2 separate regions of the Gasterosteus aculeatus genome follow, and region 2 is linked to region 1. Evidence: chromatin contacts called from public Hi-C data. All regions are on one chromosome and are shown on one strand. Each heading gives the region's core, a stretch centred on a gene start, on an enhancer-like site or on the middle of the called end of the contact. The rest is flanking DNA. Distances are from core to core; before and after follow the strand shown. Region 1 overlaps qkia (QKI, KH domain containing, RNA binding a). Region 2 holds the start of qkia (QKI, KH domain containing, RNA binding a).

The links. Hi-C and Micro-C count contacts between places; a contact is called where the count stands out from the background.
Region 2: a Hi-C map of skeletal muscle shows a contact between it and region 1, with 3 times the contacts expected there. The contact joins the promoter of qkia here to the enhancer-like site in region 1. A contact is called at or near these places in 3 of 6 Hi-C or Micro-C datasets (skeletal muscle and tail fin).

Annotation. Positions count from the first base shown.
Region 1 is chr15:8,866,863-8,873,243 of fGasAcu3.hap1.1, reverse strand. All of the region lies in intron 4 of qkia (QKI, KH domain containing, RNA binding a), which reads left to right. Among protein-coding and RNA genes, the nearest start is that of qkia, 47 kb to the left of the region's middle. Within about 2 kb of position 3,018, at least 5 of the 9 cell types and tissues checked have open chromatin away from gene starts, as enhancers often do.
Region 2 is chr15:8,913,401-8,919,781 of fGasAcu3.hap1.1, reverse strand. qkia (QKI, KH domain containing, RNA binding a) reads left to right here and starts at 2,549. Exons shown (of 8, transcript XM_040200524.2): 1 at 2,549-3,102. The coding sequence starts at 2,958.

The DNA.
Region 1 (6,381 bases), core at 1,769-4,268:
GCCCCTGCAGTGTGTGATGCTTTGCTTTGCCAGCTGTTGCCGAAGTCATTTCAAACTCTAATGCTCTCGGTCCCACAACTCAACTCTGGGCTGATGGCTTTCTTTGCCTCCTCCATTGTGTCGCGAGTGGAGAGGTTGGTTTTTTGGGGGGTGGGGGAAATGACTGAATTTGATTTGTGTTGTTAATCACAGTCAATCCGCTTTCACACTTTATTATTTTTTAGCAGGAATGTCTATATAATACTTCACTTTTTTTCCCCACGTGGAGGAACTTTTGTTCACCGGTGCACAACAAGACACCATCTTTTTTGTCCCGATTTTATTTTAGGTTTTCTTTGCTGCCAAGGCGTGCAGCATCTATAACACAATTATGTAACGAAAAAAAGCGTATCCAACGATGCATTGTAGGGAAATAACTTGGCCTTCACGCTCTGTCATTGATCTAGGTCATCAGAAAAATCCTAATGAAAGTTGTCTTTTCGATGACATATTTGCTTGCATTGTAGAGAAGCTGGGTTTCATGTGAATAACCAGAGTTACAGATTTGTCCTATAATCAGCCTTGCATGTGAATAATTAAAGGAAGTATTGATGTCCATGGGTTGACTGCACATGTCCATAGATCCATTCCAGGGTTTGAATCCACATCTTGCAGGAGGTACTTAGATCCCTGTTGTAGGAGTCAGGATCTCCGAACGATGCAAATCCCCCAACAGTATTTAAAGCCCCCAAATCATCCCTGGCCAAATCCCTTCAAGATTTTCCCTGCTCGATTGGATGGCATTAAGGGATCGCAGTGACAGAACAATGCACCGTCTGGCAGCCCGGTGGAATGAGGTACAAACGGAGGAGAGAGGAGGAATAGCGGAGGGAGAAAAATAATGGAGGCAGATGAATAATGTGGACTTTGTGATTACAAATTTGGAGTCTGGATGGGAAGGACACAGGGGACGTTATTAGTCGGAAGGGAACACATGACGAGGGGAAATGGGCAGCTGTTTATTGGGCTGTACAACACGAATGGACTGAATGATCCCTCCTGCTCATCTTATTTTCAAATCCGGTGCAGGCCGACGAGCTTTAATGATCGCACTAAATCCTGTTGTTAAATCTGTATGTATTTTTCTAGTTTATTTATATGAAGATTAATCCGCTCTTTATGCTGTTCTGTTGCATGCAATACCATTCCAGATTTTAAGGATAAACAAAATTCCTCAGAATTGCTGCACAGCTTTTCCCCTTGTGCTACCAGAAATGCATTTGATGGCAGATGACTTTTTTTTTTTTTTCTTCTTTCCCTTTGAGAGAGAGAACTGAGCTGGTAGAACCTCTTTTTCTCCTGTCCATGGCGCTGATTCTATGCCTGTCAGTTGATACTGATGGGACTACCACAGAGAACCAAGGCTGCCCCCTTCATCCCTGTCATCACCCCACAAGGCGGTTACAGATCCAGGAGCTGGTGCCCATGCTTACTTTGCATGTAATGGAGCTGTGGAAGCAAACCAGGCTCCACCAATTAAATGTGTAACGTTTATAGTACCAGCTGACGCGCACACACGACTGAGCACTTTTACTCTGAGGCCATTGCAGTTATGAGCTTTGTTATGATGCAGCAGATTAAGTACCAACAGAAGAGTTAGTTCCTGACTTTCTACTGTATTTCGGTACGCTGCGTGATTGACAGTAATGGGGCGGAGCAGCCGTGATGAGTTTGTAATAATCTGACTGGAGTCGGGTTCACTTCTATGCTAATGAGCTAGCGTGTTGGTGGTTTAGCATGACTAATGACGTACACTGACAACAGAGCTGTCTGGGAAAGGAGAAATAAAGCAGCTTTGCCGGGATGTGGTGAAGGTAAAAGACCGTCTGAGAGGAGAGTTGCAGGAGATTGCGTTGTTAGTCTTTGGGGAAGAGGAAAATACAGTTGAGGCCTGATTCCCTTGGCAGATATGTTCACAAAAGCCGAAGAGCAAGCCGGAGGAAAGAAAATTGCCTTTGAAAGTGCAGCAGTGAATTTGAGGAAGGACATGCAGCACTTACTCCACTACTTTCTCGTGGTTTTTATTAAAGGGAAAAGGGAAAAGGTTATCTGTTTGTGTCGTGTTTATTCTCCTGTACTTGATTGATACATAGTCCAAAAGGGTTTTGTTTGTGTTGTGTAAATATCTAGTGTGTTTTCTCCCCTTTGGTATTTATTTGATGCATGGTTTTCCATGAAAACGATGTATCTGTAGTGTGTGTGTGTATATATACAGGGTTTCCCGGTGCGTGTGCGTGCGTGCGTGCGCGTGCGTGCCGCCTTTTTTTTCTGAGATGGTTGTTTAATTGATGGTCTTGTAGTTGACCTGCTGCCAGTTGTCTGCATGATCCGTTGTCACCCCAATCTGACTTCCAAGTTGGCTTCAGCTGGCTTGAATTGATTTAAATTTCTTGTCGCTTATTTATGCAGCGTGGCAAAGTTTTGAAGCTCGCCACGACTCCCCGTGCCATCCTCTTCTGTAACCCCTCGCTTCTGTAGAGTGTGGAATTGTTGATAAGTCGTCTTGGCACCATGGCGAGAGTAATCATTTTCCTCCAGATGTTGGGGTTTAGGAAGGAACCAAAAAGGAGGCGAAAGAAGGGAATCGGAGAAAAACCAGCTGCTGCCACCACCAGTTCCACCCCGCTACATGAAGTAGTCTCCTCCTCCCTCCACGAGGCTCCCAATTCCACCTCCTCCGCCGTGCGCCATTTTTTTCCTTCTCGTTCTGAGTTGTACATATTCTGCCTCTTCGTATCCCAAGAGGCAGCAGGGGCAGACTGTGTTTACTGCTGAGGTAATTGGAGTAGTTTGGATGGAGCCTGACCCTTTCACCTGCTAGGGTCTAAAGGGGGGGCGGTGTGTGTGTATCCACACATACGCCTGTCTGTGATGACTGGCAGTGAGGCCAAAGAAGGAAAGCAGGCCTCAGCCAGTGTCAGCTCTCGCGGGTGCAGGCAAATTGTTTTTCTCTGCGCGCTCAGTCTTGTCTCATATTCACCCGCTATCACTTTCTTCTTCTTGCATAATCTCTCCACCGACTCAAAGATGCATTCACACTTCCTCTTGGACTTAGTCGGCAGCCCCCCCCCCCCCCCCCCCCCCCCCCGCTTTTCTCCTCGTAGTACTATTTTGTTCCACCACTCATTCTATCAGTCTCCCCGCTCATCGTTTTATCTCGCCGAGCGGCTAGTTGAGCTGAGCTGCATAGACAGGGACTCTTGCCAGAGAATGAGCAGAAAAATACTACTCCCCTCAGTCGCAGCCGTAGACATGAGCAAATTTACCCCCGGGCTAATCCAGACGCCTGTTGTTTATCTCTGGGTGAGATGGATAGGAAAGGGCCCTGAGTCTGGGGTGTTGTGAGAATGAGGGTGCTGCCCCCATAGACTCAGATATACGCCCATGCGCTGCTCCGGGTTGTTCTCTACGTGCACACAGCGCGTTGTGCGCGAGCTCCGCTCTCTATAACGATCAGCTTTAGTCGTCAGCTTCTGACGATATCAAATTCTTGTTGTGCGATTATTGCACCAACATATATTGGTATATTATTGCAATTTTCAGACCATAATGAGAATATAATAGCATAGTAATACCAGTACGCTCTTTCAAAGAACAAAGAACGTTTTATTCGTCAGAATAGTTAGACATTAATGGTGTCCGCTCTGCGTGTGGAGATGCTGCCTAAACCTGACACTGAAATCAGACAAGACGGCGCGATCGACTAAAATGTTTGACGTTCGTTTATATGTAAAATTAATATCGCACCACCTATATTGTGCGATAAGTCAATACATTGCATATCGCGACAGAGGGACACTGCTCACCTATTGCAGCTCATCCTCCTTTTCCTCCCTCCCTACTCCTCTCCCCATCTCCCTCTCTTCTCTCCGACTTGCTCCTCCCTGATAGCTTTTACCGCTCTGCTGATTTCACAAATAGGACTCATTGATTGAATCTGATTCCTGTGGATAGAGCAGCTTTATTGAGTGGCTTTTCCGCTGATGGACAGGAGCGTGTCGGTATGTGTGCTTGATGCGCACACATGCATGTGTCCGTGTTTGGGATGATAAAGGAAAACTTATTTTCCTCATCCCTTGTCATTTCATAATTTCGCAGCGAGTTCTCTCCTGGGAATTCCAGCAGATAGATCATCAGTGACACACATCCAAACACACACATGCAGCGTGCTCCCTTATACGCACGCGCGCGCGCGCGCACACACACACATACACACACATACACACACACACACACACACACACACGGCTACATCTGAGTGAATGTTTAAGTGTGGGTGTTGCATACTGACCAAGAAGTCAAGTTAATTGTGGCGGCACCTTGAAGTGGCGCTGTTCATCAAACATTTATCTAAGCGGTGGTTCTGCGGCAGGAAGCCGGCCCAGTCCGCCCAGGGCGCCGTGACTTGAGTCGGTCCAACTCCACTCCAGCTGTGTCACCTGCATTATCTCTCGGCTCGGTTTCACGTGGAAGACAATCCGCCTGGGTTTCAGGGGAGGCTTTAGTTGAAAAACTGTTTTGAGATGGCGCTACATCATCCCCACTCCGGTGGGGATTCACACGCTTCACACGCACGGCACCACCCGCCTCATCCTGGCAGCCGCACCTGTGCTCTTCCCCTTTCACTGCCCTCCACTTTGTGTCGCTCTCCTCTAACCAGACAGTTTTCCACCGAAGCAGAGTTCGATGGTTGACGACACCCATTTAACCCACACAGGTCTGCAGATCCCTCATCATAGAACACACACAAACAGCCACAGCACTGCAGCGGCATTGAAGATGTCATAATGTGCGGTTCTGCATTTTGCAATTGTACCGCAGGGATACACTGTTCTGGGGGGCTTCCCGAGGAGCATCTAAGAAGCCAGTAGTGTTGTTGGGGGTAGAAAAGAGGCCTCTGTGCTATGGAAGGCTGGCCAGCAAAGAGGCATTTCGGGCAGACTGGATGGTGTTTGTACAGCTCTCCATACAGTGACAATAACAGAACAAAGGCAACAATCGTGTTTAGCTTTGATAGCGCATCATGGAGCTGCCCCATCATCTGGTAAAGTTATGGTCTTATTTTGTCCAGTCTTTCCTTACCTCATATCTCAGTTTTGTCAAGCAAGTAATTTTGTCCCTCTTCCCAAAAACTACCGACTTGATTGTTGTTGTTTTTTTCACACGCACGTCAAAATCACGTTTTGTGTCAAATTTACGATTTTCATAACTACAAACTGGTTGATTTTGGACAACTGATCCTGGGGGTTTTCATTTAGATACAAAGTACAGTGAGTACATGACCATATTATTAACAGAATGAATTGACACTTAGATTGTAATTTGTTTCCAAAGTATTATTATTATTTTTTGCCTGTATTAGAATTGTAAATGTAAATCTTCGTGGCTGAAAATATTTGTCTCTGTGGCATCACCAACCGTTGAATAAAATAAATATTTGAATCTTGTCAGTTTCCTCACCCACGTTAACACTGATCACAGATTGTCTGTCTTTGCAGGGAGAAGTAGTGCAGCTTTGAGTTCCTTATTAAAAGAAAAGGGGCAGAGCACAGTGGAGGTAGAGGGAGAGAAAGCAGTGGAGAATTTCTGTGCTTCATTAATTGGCAGCTCCGTGGTACACTAAACATGGTGCACGCACGCACCACATACGCACACACACAGCTCAATGTGAGCTGCGACTGCTCTGAAGCCACTGCTGTATATTTAGTCGAGGGAGACCAGGCTCTGCCACTTTTTCTCTTGCTTACTCGCGCTCCTTCTCTTCCGCTCTCTGTGGCCGCGTTGAAGAGGAGTCTCATGGGAGGGCTTAACTCTGAGCCCTCATTCTTTTTTTCTTCTTTTTACTTTCTTTCCTTATCGTCTGAATGGAGCTGCATACCGTTGTTAAAACTCTGTCCAGGAGACTCACTATGTGAAGAGATAGAATAGAGAAACGGGATGTTCAGTCGGTGCTTTTATTACTGGCACTAACAGGCATGTCTGCATTGCTCTGCGCGCATGACGCAGAGAATACATCCATGTGCCACCGTTCTTTCTAGTTGTGCCTTTGTAATGCCACTGTACACGTTGAAATGATAAATCATCCAAATTGGACCTTTTTTTTAGCTGCGAAAGGCCTGAAATCAATAGTTCACTTAAGGGGAAACTCGAGGTCAGTAGAGCTTCACACGTCTATATCCGCACCTTCCAGGTTGGAGAGTAATTCACACGATGCCCTGTTGAAATCTTGATGTACAACCTGGAAAACCCCAGCGGCGTTTGTGTTGTCATGGTTATTGAGTGTCCGGGAGCTTCAGGGGAAATGGAGTTTGGGGGTTGTGCGTGGAGGAATGGATGGTTGTG
Region 2 (6,381 bases), core at 1,300-3,799, 47 kb before region 1:
GGCTTTCCTCTGTCTGTGGCCCCGCAGGCACACTTCCACCAGCTACGGGGGCCCCTACCGGGGGCCCCATTGTTTCCATCAGCATACTCTCAGTTCTCCAAGCTCATTGAGTGAGCTAACAGACTCTTTTCAAAAGGGGCTAAAAGCGTGTTCATTCATTATCTGGATCCTCGTTAATTGGATTAATTGTTCAATAGGAACCGTGTTATTAAAAATGACGAAAACACAAGGGCAGAGGGGAAAAGGGGGGTATTATTATTGTAACTGTTTACTCCTTGGCTGTCGGAAGAGGCTCACACACCCACACATACATGCACATTGAAGGATGCTTGGGCTGTCTAACTCTGTATCGCTCTCACTCGATAACTCTGCATTTGTGTTTCGAACACACATCAACTCACACAGACGCTGTTTGTGACCCAACTCAGAAGAATGAGCGGAAGGTAAGGTGCAAATTACCGTCCTTTGCCGTTGAGATAAGAACTAAACTGATTTTCAGAGCTCAGAATAAATGCCAAATTCTTTTTGACGCAAAGAATCCGTGACATTTTACAGCACTTATACTCAAAGAATAAGGGAGAAAAAAAAGATATGGCGACATAGAGTCAACACCATGAACAATCTAGTTATCTCCAAGTCACATGAAAATGGGGTTTTCATTCCCTTTGCCTATCTACACACGCTTATCAACCAGAATCCTTCATCAATGTTTGACTTCAAGGGATGTTTTATCATTCTTGCTTTAAGATGGCACGCTGATATTGCAGACCATTTGGATGCGGGGACTAATATCACATGTCTTGTTAAATTGGTGAAGGTGCCACTAACAAGCCATTATGCAAAAACCTCTGTTTGGCTCTCTGGTTGAAATTGGGACAATCGCAAACACCAGATGCCCGATGAAGACAATGGATGTGACGGTGGTGGTATACTTCAGGTGTTGACAACATCACGTTGAAGTACAGCTACAGACAGAATTCAACAGTCTGAGACTCAACCAAAGCCATAAATACAGCAAAAGCATAGCAGATATACGCTGACCGGAAGCAGGACTGCTGTGTCCAGCAGGATGTTAGGGCGACCGTCTTCCTGCTTTGCTCGTGGAGTCTAATGGTATTACCTGGGACCGGAAGACTGATTGAAAATGTTTTTTTGTGATATTTTTGTTAGAGCAAGCCAGTTGTCAATCTGTATATGGGATTTGATTGGGGGTCATTTGTCACTTAAAATGATAAATGATACAAACATATAACTTCAGTTAATTCAAACTTACTCACAAGATATCGTCAGATCTATTGTTCGTCAAACAATTTATTGGAGGTACTGCACAAATACTGAGAGCTTGGATTTAATTTACTATTCTCTCTGCTAACGCAGTGGCGACAAACTGCCGCCAGAAGGTCATAGTGCAGCTGTTTGAGCATTCATGCACCCAGGGTGGGGAGTACTTTTACAAAGACACGAGTGGGTGAGCAGTAAGTGGACAAATTGAATGGTGGCCAAGGTCAGGGCTCAGATTGAGCCGGGCCCCTCCTCGTCCAACAGCTGTTAAAATAAAAACTGACCAGTTGTGGTTTATTTTCACATTACGCAGGATGTGAGAGGAGGTAGCTTGGTTGTGTTTGTACCATTGATCAGGGACTTTAATCTTGAGAGGATACGTAGAGAGGTCCTCTCAAGGACAGGACAATGAAAAGGCCCTATTGATTACTGGAACGTTGATCAATCAGTCCCAAGACAGATAACAAGATGTACAAGTCTTGAGTAACAAAGGGTATCTGGTAAAATATTGCGCAGGATTTTTTGTTTTCATTTTTTTTGGCACTCAAATGTGAAGCATACACATGGCAAGTCAAAGTCTGATTTCGTTGGTCTTGGCAGGTATACCTTTGTCACACAAATACACACACACACACACACACACACACACACACACACACAGATTATGTCAAAGGGGGGGGGATTGGATACGCGTTCAACCCACGTGTGACTCTTCGAACCAGATCACTGGTTCATACCAGATTATTAGACCCATACACGTCATTGCTAAACCATATAATTGCATCTTTGAAAAACAATGTGAAAAATGGGGGTTCTGTGCCTTCAAGTGTTAAATATAGGAGGGTGAAAGGGAAGCTTCACAAAACTAGTTGGAACTGGTAAAAAAAAAGTTATTTTGTTGGACCATATATATGAATGGAAAAAGGCCTGTGACTGTTGACAATTATTCCAAAGAAGTAAATAGAAGAGAAAAATAGTCCTAACTCTGTACTTTAGTAAGTATTTACTTTGCTTTTCACTTTTCACTCTTTTCAGTTTTGTCATGGACTGCTTTTTTTGCGTCATGAGACCGTTGGAGACAGCGCCATTCTATGAATTCATAAAAAAGATCATTGTTGGAGACATTTACAATTGATTTAATCTTGTTATACGTGACGTGAAAAGGAGACATTTGTGCTATTCTCTGTTGAAAACACTTGAGGGGCATTGCATGCATTCCTGCGCACTGCTCTCGATTGGCCCAAATATCTGTTCATCATTCCACCAGTCACCCTACGTCACCCCGCTGGCTCCGATACGAGCGCTCATTGGTTCCGCCATTAGTCACCGTAAGCCCCGCTGGCCAATAGGCGTCGAGGAGGATGCAACCTTTCCGGTGGATCAGTCTCTCGCGCCCACAGTGGTAGAATCGAACGTCCCCGAGCGCAGACTGCGCTCGAGTCTCTGGAAGGAAGATAACGGTTTCTTTTTTCGTCCCCTCTCCGCTCGAAACAACAAGAACAAACCAAACCTGAATTTTAAGGGGGGGTTTACAGAGTATTCTCATCTCAAGGAGGAGGGAAGCGAAGGACTGGAGCCACGAGTTTTTGTTATTCTTTTTCGTTTTTTTTCTTCTCCTTTTCCAAAAAGAGGATTCTGTGTTTCACGGCGGTTTGTTCTCCGCTCTCGCCGCAAAGATGATGGTCGGAGAGGTCGAAGTGAAGGAGCGACCGAGGCCGAGTCCCGACTATTTGATGCAATTGTTAAACGAGAAGAAGCTAATGACCAGTTTGCCAAATCTCTGCGGCATCTTCACACACCTGGAGAGGCTTCTCGACGAAGGTAAGCGTGGAGTATTTAGCGGTGTGTGAGGGGGGGGTTCTACGGTTGCACCGACGTTGCACAATAACTTCCCCCAGTACGACCTCACGTCCGAAACGGCAAAGGGAGCCGATAGTCGCTGCGATAGACCGCAACGAGACGTGGATTTAAAGAGTTGTGTCGCTCCAGCGTTCGGCTTCCACGGAGTTGTTGCTCCGCTCTCGACTTTCGTGTCGGACAACGCGAAAAACTTTCCCTCACGCACTTATATATAAGTGACCGTCTATCAACGTCAACGCGTTGACAACAAAAAGCGAACCCCAGAGCGGTTTTGAATGCGCTGTTTTACGTTTATTTAATTACGTAGCTCACTTGGTTTTAGAGCGGGGGGCCTGATTCCACATGTTCCACGGCTATTTAGCTCGCGTTAGCCACATTTTAAGCTAGCGAGCCCCGGGTGTCTGCATTCCGTTGAACTCTTTGAGGGGAACCAACGCGGCGGCGTTAACTTAAGTTACGTCTCCAAAATTAACACCCGGCTCGCATTTCAGACACACACAAAAATGTTTCGCTTTTCTACAATATTGCTCGGACAGCGGGTATTAAGTTGTTGCCCAGCGGCCGAGCTTAAAAAGCACGCAGGAATGTGTCTGCTGCTCGTCGCCCGAACAATGGCCAGCGAGTTGCTGCCGGGAGGGCGAGTTGCACGCGCAGGATTTTAACCGTCGTAACTTTTGTTGTCCCCGTTAAAACGAGCACCGTTTCGGGTTGTTTTCCTTTCTTCTCCGTGCACCGTTTATTATTCCCGTCCCTTGCCGCAGCAGTCGTCGCGTTTCTCGCCAGTCAAGCGTGCTCCACCAATACAAATAAAAAAAGACGTTGCTTTTTTTTAAGACACGATCTTAATCACCGGTCGTGTCAATAACATAAGCTGGTCCAAGCGGAAGGTTGGACCTATGCTTTATGTAACTGAGCCGGGGACACTAGAGAGCGCCACAGGCCCCCGGCAGACCGTCCCCGAGCTGCGTGGGGTGTCGGGAACCGGACTCCGTGACGGGGACAGACAGAAAGGCGTGCGGGAGACACCGCGCTGGATGAACCACCCAGACGTGCGGGCCGTCCGCCGGTTTTCGCTCGCGTGCCTGTGGAGGAGTAGGCTCCTTTTTTTAGAATGTTGCTAAACCGGTTGGAAAATGTTTTCTTGTTCCCCAATAGGGTGATGAACAAAATACAGAAGGACGTTTTGTTGGTTTTATCCGTGACACAGCAGAGCAAGACAGGGCACGTTCAAACACGACGTTTAAGTTAAGCCACTAAAGACTAAGTGTGAGTTAATAGTATTGTCCTTTTTTGATCTGAAAGAAATGTCTGAGACTTAAGACATAAGTTGTCTAATAAGTTGGGCAATACATATACAAAAAACAGACTTTCTTATTCTCTGATGGGATGGTTACATTTTGCAGTGATTGCCACTAATGCTAATATATTGGACAACTCTCCAAACTATGTTAACACAAAAAGGGAATCCTTGGAAAAAAAACTCTGAAAGAATCTGTTGCTATATTAGATATTGTGAATTGCGTGTGTTGGAGTTCAGTTTTCACTCCGTGTCAGGAAGCAGGCTTGTTTTCTTTTTCATCCATGGCCCTCATTGGCATCTCCCGGGCACTAAATATTATTATACTCTTGTATCCATTTTTTGACAGTATTAAAAAAGTATCTTGCTTACTCCATTCTTTCTATTCTTTGCGTTTTCTCTGCCCTGCTCTAATACGCTACGCAAAGCTGTGCGCCACCCGTCGGCCTAAAGAGCGGAGAAGAAAATACATTTCACTCCAAAGAAATCCTCCTCAGGGTGTTACAAAGAAATACTTCTCAGTTAGTTATACTTTCTCATCAAAAGCAATTGTCATTTCAAGGCAGCAAGGAGATGTAAGATAAAAGATAAATTACCCGCCGAGTAATGAAGGTAAACCTTTGCAACAGCTGCATATCTCTCGCTCGCCCCCCTTTGGTTTTGTGCATGTCTACACAGCTGTTTTCATGGCGGAAGAAAGCCGACACCACCCTTGTGTATGACGACTGCATCAGTGGCGTGTGTGCCTGGCCACCTTGTTAAGTTCCCACTATGTGTAGCTCCCTCAAGGTCATTCTGGCTGATTGACAGGCCCCCTTTGAAATCCCCTTGCGTTGCAGTTGTTCATCTCCCTGAGGTGACACCTGCTGTGGGGGCTTTTATTTTTTGTATTTCTCTTTACAATCTGCCAGCCAACAGGCTGCTTCAAATTGCTATATTTTCTCTTGGCAGAAGGAGACAGCCCATATAACATCGAGAGATGCAGTCTTGCAGGAAAGTGCAGGTGCGGCAGTAAGCCAGTAGAAGAAAGTGGAGTTTGCTTGTTTCTATGAAGAACGGAATAGTTGGATGGATTGAAAGTATTCAGTCCAAGCTTTCCATAGCGGTTGTTGCAGAAATACATGGCGTAGTGTACAATTTTTTCCCCTGGCCGCAGCAGCGGTAGCAACCCCCCTTTCCCCTATTTGCATATACCGTTTTGTATCTGCTTGTTTGCCTCTGTCTGTGCGCCTTGATATAACAGCCCCTTCACGGGAGAGCTGTCACGATGGGAGGACAAACTGTTGGCTGTCCACGGTGGTGCCTGCCTATGTAGGGAGCTGGTCCTACGGGATCAGCTGTATGGAGGACAGATTCTGATGAATGCGACAATGCGGGAAGTTTGCTTGTTTTTTTTACCCGATGACCAAAAGGAACTTTAGATTGACAGAAGACATGGGCGTTTCTGTCAAACTAGTTCCTTTTGTTTTTCTTGTTATAGCACTGTTCCTGCTGCAGGTTAACCCGGGGCATTTCTCTGATCAGGTATACACCTTGACTAACCTCTGACATGATATCAATTTAGTGGCTAACGGGGCCGAGTGCTGTTTACAAAATGCAAGAACTTGGGGCCGTAAGAGAGCAACAAGGGTGTTAGGCCAGGATTGTTGTCGCATGCTGAAATGTGCTATAACCCCCACCTTCTATTCTTCTCCCCACATTCTTTTCCAAAGCACCACTTATAAGCTGGAATTTAATTAACCGAGAGCCTATTCTGTGAGCTGGTTTACTAAGCTGTCGCTACCAGTGAGAAAGCAGAATTGGAGCCTTTGTGCAGAGCACTGTCTGGCTCGCTCTTCCACTCATGTGATTCTTCTTTTCTCAGTCTCTCCTCGTCGTAATAAATTAGGTGGTGGTCCAAGTCTGACAGGTTGCCGGGGGGTGGTGGCGGGACCCAGTGTTGC